Regions from separate parts of the Lactuca sativa genome. Here region 2 is linked to region 1. A link is a contact called in public Hi-C data. All regions are on one chromosome and are shown on one strand. Each heading gives the region's core, a stretch centred on a gene start, on an enhancer-like site or on the middle of the called end of the contact. The rest is flanking DNA. Distances are from core to core; before and after follow the strand shown. Region 1 holds the start of LOC111878013 (YTH domain-containing protein ECT1). Region 2 holds the start of LOC111878012 (elongation factor 1-gamma).

Region 1 (5,467 bases), core at 45-2,544:
AGCCGGTAAAAATGACTTAATAGGGTAATATATTTATCACTTTGTGCACATTTAGTCCTTAATATTTTTGCACACATTTAGTCCTTAATATTTTTTTTGTTACACAATAAGTCATTTTTGTTTTTGTACTAATTTAGTACTTATGAATGATTTATTTAGGTTTTTCTCATGACATCTTACATGGGATAGCCATATGGTGGTGGGATAGGATGAGGTGGTCCTGCTATATGTTGTAGGCCAAGATATCTGGTGTGGGCCGACTGTAAGGTGTAGGCACGAAGGCTTGAGAAGAGCGGCTGGGTTAAGGCGGCATGCTGACAAACTCTGGGTATTCCAGTCTGATGACTGATTGGACCTGTTGCATGTTGGCATTCCATTCAGATAACTGATTGAGACATGGTATTCCAATATGATGAGCGTGGGCTCGTTATGCATGATAATGCGTTTGTTGTATCGACTATTTTGGGGAAAATTCATTAAACTTTGTGCTTACCCAGTTGTTTATGTTTTCAGGTTCTATCGTCGATCGTGGAAAGGCGAATGCATGATTATACACACTCATCAACAGTATTGAGGATTTTGTGTTTCTTATATTACTCTGATTTTCGATAAATGTATTTTGGAAAAAACGTTTTTTTCTTAATAATGGATTTATAATTAGGGATTTTGCTTTATTTAAAAATGAAAATTTTTGGTTGTAAAAATGAGACGTTACACATAAACATTAACAACCGTACACACTTCATCAATGATTATCCCACGTAAGATGTCGTGAGAAAAACCTAAAGAAATTATTCATAAGCACTGAATGCGTACAAAAACAAAAATGACTTATTTAGAAACAAAAAAAATATTAAGGACTAAATGTGTACAAAAATATTAAGGACTAAATGTGTACAAAATGAGAAATATATTACCCTATTAAGTCATTTTTCTCGCTTAACCTGGAGTAACCGGTTATAAGGACTGGATGTGTACAGTTTAACAAGTTGAAGGAGTAAATATGGACGAAAAAAAACCCAGTGACTAAATATGTAAAAATCGAAAAATATATTACCCTTTTAAGTCATTATCCTATACGATTTTATGAGGGTTAAATATCCTAGTGAGTGGGTGACAAATGAAAACATCAACAAGACGAAGGGATGTTCTCGTAAGTTTGCAAGTCATCCGAGAATTCAAAAAGCTTTTCTCACATCCTATGCACCTTCAGGTAACCGAAACACCCACTCACATCCAACCGTCCAGATAACCTCCCTCTTAAATTTCACAAAAAAGTATTGGCCGTTGGATCTAAATTTAGGGGTTTAGCAATCCCCTCTTCAAACCCGCCCACACTCTTCTACCCTTCCAACGCAAAACACACGCAATTCTCCCCTCCACCGCCTCCATCTTTTCACCACGGTTTCCCGTCCAACCACCGGCGGTTTTTCTGCCGCCTTCTGCCGGTGATCATTCTCTACGTCATTTTCCGTTCAAGTTTTTGACTTCTTTTCTCCATGCTATTGTGTTTTCCTTGAAAAGAGAAGTGTTATTTTTTAGAAACTTAATTTTCTTTTCGATAATCTGGTTTTAGTAAAGTTTTTTTTCCATGGACGATCGATTTTTGTTTTTGCCACTTTCTTCAAACGATAATTATCGTCCAACTGAAGTCTAATGCATTTTTGTGTTGATTCAAGTACAATGTTTTTCGAAAGGGATTATTTTTGCATATACTTCTCTGCAAGTTAATTTATTTGAACTGTGCCGATTCAGAGAAAAAGATGATATTTTGTAATATTTGTTTTTGGTAATTATTACCAATTTTGTTATTGATGTTGATATTATTCTTACGAGTACATGCCGTGTATGTTCTTCTTTGTTAACAATTGTAGAAATTGGCCACCGATTTTGAATTTTACTTTCAATTTGCTTCGTGTTTCAAGAATCTTGTTCTTTCTATCTATATAGAATCGCATATTTTTTTTCTCTGAAACTGACACATCTTTTAGCATAAAGAACGTCACTTTATATTTCAAATTTTCATACGATTCTGAAATTTATTCGTTTAACACTTCCAAAGTTAGTGATTTTCAGGTGATAATAATAATTTTCAAAGATTAATATGCCGGGCGACAAGAAAATTGTGCAATGTATCCTTTCTATATTCCCTTTATCAGTACCATATTGTATGCATGTCGCAGTTTAGGACTTGTAATCTGTTTTATTTTTTGCTTTTTATATATATTTGTGGTTTTGATCGTCAAAATTGATTATTATGGGGAAAACTTTGTTCATATCATGATCATTATTCATAAGACTCTAGATTTAGGTTTGTTCAGCATTTTGAAATCAATCAAAAACCTAGAATTGGCACATTGAATTTTAGTAGGAATCACAGATAATTATTCCATAAATAGTTGAGAATGTATCATAATGTCATGCCTCTTAAGTCGTGGTTTAACTTGTTTTTGTCCATTGATTCTATGATTTTGCTTAACTCTCTTAAACAGCTGACTCATTAGCCAAAAGAGACGATCAAAATCTGGTAATACAGTTTTTTAAACTTCACTCCTTTGTTTTCTTTTGTTAATATTACTGTATTTCTCTGAAATATTATTAAAATTCTTGTTTTAGGGTTCAAGAAAAGATGTCATAGTTTCAGGTGTGTCCTCTTCATCATCAGGAGTTCATGATTCTTCTGCAAAAGGTGGTGTTGGCAATGGAAACAAAGCAGTTTCAGATCAAGGTGCTCACTATTCATCTACAAGCTGTTATGATTACCAGTATCCAGGTAAGAAGTTTCATGGTTACACTTCACATGAGTTATATATACATATATAATTATATATCTTTATATTGTATGGTTTAATTTTCAGAAAATTATTTATTTGGTTTGATTGTTTATTTATACTAGGACACAATGGAACATATAGTCAACTAGATGTATCTGGTCAAATGAATTCCAATGGGGCTGTTTACTCTGATAATGGTTCACTTCTTTACTATATGCCAAGCTATAATCCTTATGCTACTGGAGCTTATATGGGTGTTGATGCACAACAACAACAACAACAACAACAACATCAACAACATCAACAACAACAACAACCCTACTTTTCTTCATCAGAAGCCATGCCATGTTACTCATCTTTTGGTGCAAAATCTGTTACTGGATCAAATGGGATGAAAGCAAATGATTTGAACTCCAAAAGAACCATGAATTTTTACACTGGAAAATCTCTGAATTACCCTTTGGACATGAAGTCAAGCCAACATTCCACACCTTCTGTTCCTAAGTCGATCCTTCAGTCACAGCATTTCAGATCTCTCAACAAGGTATTTGTTGATTATTTGAGCTAAAAAAAGTTGTGTAATAGTCTAATAGAAAGAAAGGCAAATGAAATGTTTTTGTTTTTTATATGATTTTGTTTCAGTTGAATTCTGCATATCAATCTGGGGGTCTTCAAAAAGGGTACCAACAATCTGGAAACTTCTCATCATTTTCTTACCCAAATCAAGCTCTATTTTCAAACTACTCAATGAACTATTCTTCTGGGGGTAGACTTTGGAATGAAAACGAAAGATACAAACCACGTGAAAAGTCATACAACAATGGAGAATCTGAAGAACTTACACGTGGCCCAAGGGCACAAAGCGTAAATTCACATATTGAGGAAGAAAAAGTTGGGTTCTCATTGAGACGCGATAAATACAATCTTGAAGAGTTTCAGACAAAGTATGATCATGCAAAATTCTATGTCATCAAATCATACAGTGAAGATGATGTTCACAAAAGCATTAAATATGATGTTTGGTCAAGTACACCAAATGGAAACAAGAAGTTAGATGCTGCTTATCGTGATGCTGAAGGAAAAACTAATGTTTTTCTTTTCTTTTCTGTAAGTGATATTGATAGTCTACTTTTTTTTTTTTTTTTTTGAATTATTGTTTAATTTAAAATTTTATTTTTCAGGTTAATGGTAGTGGGCAATTTGTCGGTGTTGCTGAAATGATTGGATCAGTTGATTATGAAAAGAATATGGATTTTTGGCAGCTTGATAAATGGAATGGTTTTTTTCCAGTTAAATGGCATGTTGTGAAGGATGTTCCTAACACGCTTTTGAGACACATAATTCTTGAAAACAATGACAATAGACCTGTTACATACACTAGAGACACTCAAGAGGTAATTTTTTTAAAAATGTTTTCACATTCTACTTGTTTTTTTATTAATGAATATTGTATTGAATTTTATATATTTTGTTTAGGTTGGTTTAAAACAAGGTTTGGAGATGCTTGAAATTTTCAAAAGCTATTCGGCGAAAACGTCTCTGTTAGATGATTTGAGCTTTTATGAGAACAGGGAGAAGATGCTTAAAGCAAAACGGATTAGTAAAGCTGCTTTTCAAACAGAGGTAATTAATTTAATACTGAAGAAATAGCAATGTGCTTTTGTTTATTATATAATGTTGTATTTTTTTTTTGTTTTTTAGAATTTAAAATCAGGAGAAAGCAATGGGTTGAAGGATCCGACATCTTCTCTTATAAATCTTACACGGAATCTGTCTATTAATTCTAACACACCAAAGTCCAGCATTGGTGATAATAAATCTGGATCGTAGAAATTGGAATTGGTGTAGCTTGTAGGGTTTTAGGTATTATGGTTTTTATTGATTTTTACATTGAATGTCTTTTGTAGGGATTGAGATCACTTGTCTTTTGGTTGTTTTTGTCTGCTGTTTTTTTGATGTGTTTTTGAGATGTAAAAATCAGGGTTTTCATCTTCTTTTGGTTGATTTGGGATGGTAGTTGAATGGCACATATGATTGGACTTGCTTTACTTTTTTTTTTGTGCTTTGTTGAATATCGTTAGTTTTCACGTGTTCATTGAACTATATAGTTTTATGTCGATGTTGTCTTATGTTAGAAATTCATGTGTATTCTAGATTCTAGATGTCTAGTAATGTTCTTAATAGGGTATTTCCAGTGGGGAGTTTTTGAGATGTTTTAAAAAAGAATAATAATTGTCTCCAGCCGCTCAATGTTTTATTTTCAGTTTTTAATCCGTTTTAAACCTGCATATTTGGATATCCTCTCAGCAACATTCTTGTTTATTAGTCACTCTATAGATTATAACATTGTACTTCATTTTTTGTTAGAAGTATTGTAATTCTGTCTATTGAAAATTTCTGTTAATTTAAAAGCTGGAAATAACATTTTTTTGAATGAGGTTTGTGGTTAGAATTTAGTATCATAAAATCTGTATTTGCATCATATATATTTAAAAAAAAGAAAGCCAAAACCATGTAAAATCCTTTATTAAAAGATATTTCTTATTTGTTTTTGTTTAACGTTATTTAACATGTAATAGATGATTTTATATACAATAATTATGTTTTAAAATTTACATTTTATGTTATAATTACATTATTAAAACAGTATACAAGACTTGTTAGAATAGGATTATAGATTTATAATAAGCTAT
Region 2 (5,416 bases), core at 1,621-4,120, 240 kb before region 1:
AAGGCTCAAAATCTTCAATCATCTGATTCACTCGCTCCTTTTGTGCCTCGTCAGAGAGGTCAACCTTGGTCCACTCGTAAAGCTCCATGTCATAACACTCATCCATCACAAATTTTGGGATTTCAGTCCCACGGAAAAGCCACAAACCCTTGACCTTGAATGGAGGCTCGTTTCCAATAATCAACATCTTTCCAAAAGCATATTTCCTTGCAAGATCCATACGCTGAAGGAATCCACCAACCTTATTCATTGTCACAAATGAGACAGTGTTCTCATCATTGTACTTGTAGTTACAAAACCACAGAGAGTAGCCCTCTGGATCATACATGTCCCAAAAACCTGCAACAAAATCAACAAATATATCAGCCAACTGTTGTCTGAGAAGAAGATATATATTTTTTTTTAAAAAAAAGTCAAAAAAGAAAATACCTTTGATTGCAACCTCACGGAAGTTAGTTTTGGTGTTAGAGTAAAGCCTTTTCCAGTCATCCAAAACCATTGGACTTGGAGGCAATAAATCAAGAGGATTCTTTGCCTTAGGCTTGGGTGCCTCTTCCTCTTCTGGGGCAGCTTCGGGTTCAGGCTTGGGCTTAGAGGCTTTTTCTTTCTTGGCTTCGTTTTTAGGCTCGGATTTTGGTTTGGCTTCTGGTTTTTTGGCTGAAGGAATAGGGGGAACAGTTTCTGTTTGTTTGATTTCTCCGATTATCTTACTGAATTTTGGTTGATTAACCATGGTCCAGAAATACCTCTCAAAATGAGGAAACTCAGAAGTGAAACTCTTTGTCAACACTACTTTAAACTTGAACGCCAAATTGCATGTCATGATGATGTCAGCCAAAGTCACGGAATCACCAACCAAAAAAGTACGTGAAGCAAGATGTGTGTTTAGAGCACCAAGACCTCTTTTCACAGCAGAGATATAATTCTCCTCGGCCTTCAAATCATACACACACAAATTTATCATTTGGACAATTTCAAAAATACTAATGTAAAAGATATATTAAAGTAAACTAACAAAAAAATAATATAAGATTAAATTTTGAGGAATAGAAGTTTCTGACTAACAGGTTTGATATAGGGGGAATATCCAACTCTTGGCATGGCCCATCCTCTCAAATTAGCATCAAGCTCCAATGTAGAAAAGTCTATCCATTGCTCAATTTGACCCTGCATATATATTTTAAAAAAAAAAGATTAGATTCATTATATGTATCTTTATTCCTTCATAATGAGAAAATGACAAAAAAGAACTTACATATTCTATCAGTGAAGACCCCAAGAGAGAACTTTCAGGCTTCAAACTAGCAACTACAGCAACCAAGATAAGAAAGTAAGCTCAATTACTCAAAATCAAAAGAAGATTGAAAACAATGGCTATTTGATTCCTCACCATAGCGAGCAATTGCATTACTTTCAAATATAGGGCCATCAGGAGTCTCAAGGACAGGAACCTGCATTAATGATGAATCATAGTGTGTAAAAGATAAAATAAGAGTTTGTATTTTGTAAAAAGTGTTAATCGGATTATATAAAAAAAAACAATACCTTTCCAATGGGGTTCATTTTAATAAACTCAGGAGTCTTATTTGACACACCCATCTGAAAATTTTCAGCCATTTTGATTTCAACACCAACATATTCTGCAGCAATTAATGTCTTGAAAACATTCTTGTTGTGAGACCCTGCATGCATAATCTGCAACAAGCACAATACATCTATCAAATGATCGCAAACAAACAATAAAATCTCAAATCTAATAGATCTGATTTTAAAACATCTCTACAAATTAGCATAAAAGAAAAGGCAACATTAACAGAAGTTTATTAAATTTGTTGTAAAATACAAGAACTTGAAAACTTTGGAAAGGTAAGGTTATGCCACTATAACTAACCAGAGAAATAATGATAAAAACAGTTCATAAATATCCTTAACCTAATACCAACTATTTATAAAGAATTAATGATTTGTTTATGCAACATAGTTAAATTTATGCAAAGGAATGGGCTTCTTCCCAATTTATGTAACAAAATTTCAATTTGTTGGCTTGTTGCCAGCTTTTAACAATTCATGGTGCGATCCACTTCATTGCATATTGAAGTAAAAACGTGTAACTTTATTAAATAAACATATACAGTATCCACTAAGTCTTCTTAACCCATTTTAAAAATATATATGTCGATCAAGGTTATAGTTTAATCAAGTAAAATTAAAATATGCTAAAATACAAACTGATGGTGTAGAAAGTCAAATGAATTAAACCTTACAAGTGCTTTTGTTGAAAGAAATAGATAATTATTAAACTAATATGAATTTTGTAATCATGTTTAAAGCTTTAATTATTCATAGAACTCATGAAACTGGACAAAGCAATTGGGAGATCGTACAATAAAGTTTCAGTGAGTTCTTCATATCACGATCAATGCGATAAAGTTAAAATCAGTAAACGAAAACAAAAGGAAAGAACAAAATGCACATCAATACCCTGATCCGCACAATTTGTATATACAAAGAAAGATCCATCACAAACTACGCATAAAAAAGCATGTACTAATAAAAACTAACACAGTAAGGACTCAAAATTAGCGCAATAAGGAACGAAAAACTCACCAGAGACATTGCTTAAGGAACAAACGATCGCCTTCTACAGAAACAAAATAGAGCCAATACTTGAAATCTGGATTTAAAGAAGTCTGAGATGAATCAGAGAAAAAGAAATGCAAAACTTGGGGTTTTGGTAGGGAGATAGGGTTTTCAAAAAGAAAAGCGGGCAAACCGGATTTTTTTTCCGGTTCATATCTATTTTAAATCCGGTTGTTTGTTATAAACCTGATTTCATAAAAAATGCACATCAATGGTGGGTTTGAGAGAATTAGTAACAGAGATTTGGTAGAAAAATGAGTCCTGGTGTTTAAGTGCAAACTGATGGTTATCTATTTATAACATAAGACTACAAGAAGAAACAGAAGGATCTGTGGCGCAATGGTAGCGCGTCTGACTCCAGATCAGAAGGTTGCGTGTTCGATTCACGTCAGGTTCACTTTTTCACAAAACTTAATATTTTCTTATTAACTTCGTTACCATCCGTCCACCTCTCTCCTTCTAAAACGTTAAGAACTTATTTTTGACAAAAACCCTACACTATGCCTGAACAGCCAAAATGTACCCCCAACATTTTGCTATTTGCATACACCTATACAAGAAGTTTAAGTTTATTACACTGTCTTTCTTATTTTTAACATTTTAATTTCATTTTTATGCAACACACACATGCGTCTGCTTTAGGACGAGCTATAGCTAGAAAACTGACAATTTCCAAGTTATTTGCCAAAATAGCATCCATGTCACTGTGTACTTGACAAAATTTGTTAAATAAGATTAATTTGTACAAGTTTAATTCCATTTTTAAAAACGTGGTTGGGAATCATGGCTTTAAATTAAATATTAGTGATTCGATACCTACTAATTATTTTGCTTTTCTGATAAAGATTAGTCCAAAACTATTTCATCTACAAGAAAATTTGATTTACAGTGTTATTTATATTTTTCTGGTTTAAACCCATTAATGAAAATGTTATTTTTAACTTTAACTCGAAATTTATTCGAGATGTCCAATTTCATAAGTGTCAGGATTTTTATTTAAATATATTTCAAACATGTTTTCCGAAAAGCATTATTTTTGCTCCGTTCCGTGCCTAGAATATATTTGGACCTGCTCTGCTCTAACAAAAAAAGAGTTCAAAATTCGCCCCTAAGCATGGTCGGATCTAAAAAAGCTATTTATACGTGGATGATATTAAATTTTGTTCGAATATACCGAATAATAAGTTTACAGGGAAAGGTAGGGATAAACCATTAAACAAAACCTATGATGGAAAACAACCATGAAATATTCCAAATTAATGAGCCAAACTCTAGTGTTTCATGAAAATTTCATGAGAAAATGGTTGGCATTTGACACCAAAGAAAGTGGAATTAAGGAAAGTATTGTATTTTCTCATAAGAGAAGTTCATCTTATGTACAAGTATTTAATACACAAAATAATTTCTACGGAGGAAATACATAATTATGTTGTTGATGAGAAGGCCATTGCGCTCCTTCCCTTGAGCAAGGTAGAGGTGCTGAATGTGCAATGTAGGTAGGGTATTGATGCCCCGGCATCAATACCGAAAAATCCGATGCATAAGCCGCTTGTACCTGTCACAAATAAGCCACGATCTGCTATAATGGATTGTACCATATAAAAATAAAAATGTTATAACCATCTTTTTGCAATGATGGGTTGTAAGATAGGGTCTGAGTTCTAAATGGGTTCTTTGGAAAAAACAACCCATTTAGGACTCCACATATCTATTAGATACAACTCATCATTGCATCCAACATGCAAACTTACTTGTGATTGTGGACTTGCAAGCTTTTGCATAGGCCTCGAGTCTTCGTGAAGAGAGTGACTGGTGCCATGTTGGGGCAAAGGGAATGAAGCATTTGGTCTAAAAAGATGTTCGAATATTGCCATTATAAGAAACATTGATATTAAAACAGCGGTAGCAACAAAACCAAAAGAAATTGCATTCATTGATGTCCCAAAGTTCTTCCATGGACCTTCACCATCACCTCCTGTTTGAGGTGGGCTATGTGGTGAATCCGTGTACATGTTCCATGCCTTTGATCTTTCTGTATTGAACTCATCCATTCTCCTGCAAAATCACATCGCTAAAAATGTAAAAATCTTCTCAAATATAGTAAACTTTACACACCTATGCAATAAGAGATGGCAAAAAAGGGATCTTTCCCTCACTTTGATAAAACTTGTTGGGAATCAAAACCTGTTTTGTTTTGTTTTGGTTCCCAACGAACCTAAATCTTAGTGTTTCTAGGAACACGAGAAAAAAGTTTGTTTTTAAGACAAAGAAAGTCGATTTAGTTACCCGTTTCCAAAGAAAGTTGATGGTGTATTGGCTTGAGACACCACTACTCGTGTAGCTCCGGTGTATCGTGACACGACTGAGTTTCGATTTTCAAGAAAGAAATGTTTTGTTCTTTGTATATAGATGAACACACGAGACTCCACTATGATTGAAATATATGTTAACTCGAAGAAAGCACAATTAGACACTTCACAGTACGCAATGATACTTGATGCCTAACTTGATGAATACTATACCTTACTTGTTACCTGGAGAAGCCATAAGAAATATAATGAGGAAAGCCTTATAAGAAATCAAAAGCATGGATGGGCCTTTGTTGTCTTGGAGAGCCACGACAAGTATGAGCTATTGGTCCTTTTTTAAAGCATAATATTTTCACTTTTCCCTTGTATTATTTTACAAAAACAAAAACTCATGCGGGGTCGATTTGGGTTTTGTATTAATCAATGAGAAAACTGTGGAAAGTTGCTTTCAATGTTGTATCTTTAAA

What was found. Hi-C and Micro-C count contacts between places; a contact is called where the count stands out from the background.
Region 2: a Hi-C map of seed shows a contact between it and region 1, with 5 times the contacts expected there. The contact joins the promoter of LOC111878012 here to the promoter of LOC111878013 in region 1. A contact is called at or near these places in 4 of 4 Hi-C or Micro-C datasets (bud, leaf and seed).

What each region holds. Positions count from the first base shown.
Region 1 is chr5:247,705,684-247,711,150 of Lsat_Salinas_v11, reverse strand. It overlaps LOC111878013 (YTH domain-containing protein ECT1), which reads left to right and starts at 1,294. Exons shown (of 9, transcript XM_023874520.3): 1 at 1,294-1,448; 2 at 2,077-2,132; 3 at 2,493-2,527; 4 at 2,617-2,773; 5 at 2,897-3,318; 6 at 3,417-3,881; 7 at 3,956-4,168; 8 at 4,251-4,397; 9 at 4,476-4,822. The coding sequence starts at 2,105. The coding sequence ends at 4,604.
Region 2 is chr5:247,945,791-247,951,206 of Lsat_Salinas_v11, reverse strand. LOC111878012 (elongation factor 1-gamma) reads right to left here and starts at 2,870. Exons shown (of 7, transcript XM_023874519.3): 1 at 2,608-2,870; 2 at 1,546-1,695; 3 at 1,391-1,451; 4 at 1,256-1,308; 5 at 1,066-1,167; 6 at 430-934; 7 at 1-339. The coding sequence starts at 2,616. It overlaps LOC111878035, which reads right to left. Exons shown (of 4, transcript XM_023874552.3): 2 at 4,927-5,174; 3 at 4,392-4,695; 4 at 3,968-4,195. The coding sequence starts at 4,691. The coding sequence ends at 4,046. TRNAW-CCA (transfer RNA tryptophan (anticodon CCA)) reads left to right here and starts at 2,966; the gene lies at 2,966-3,037.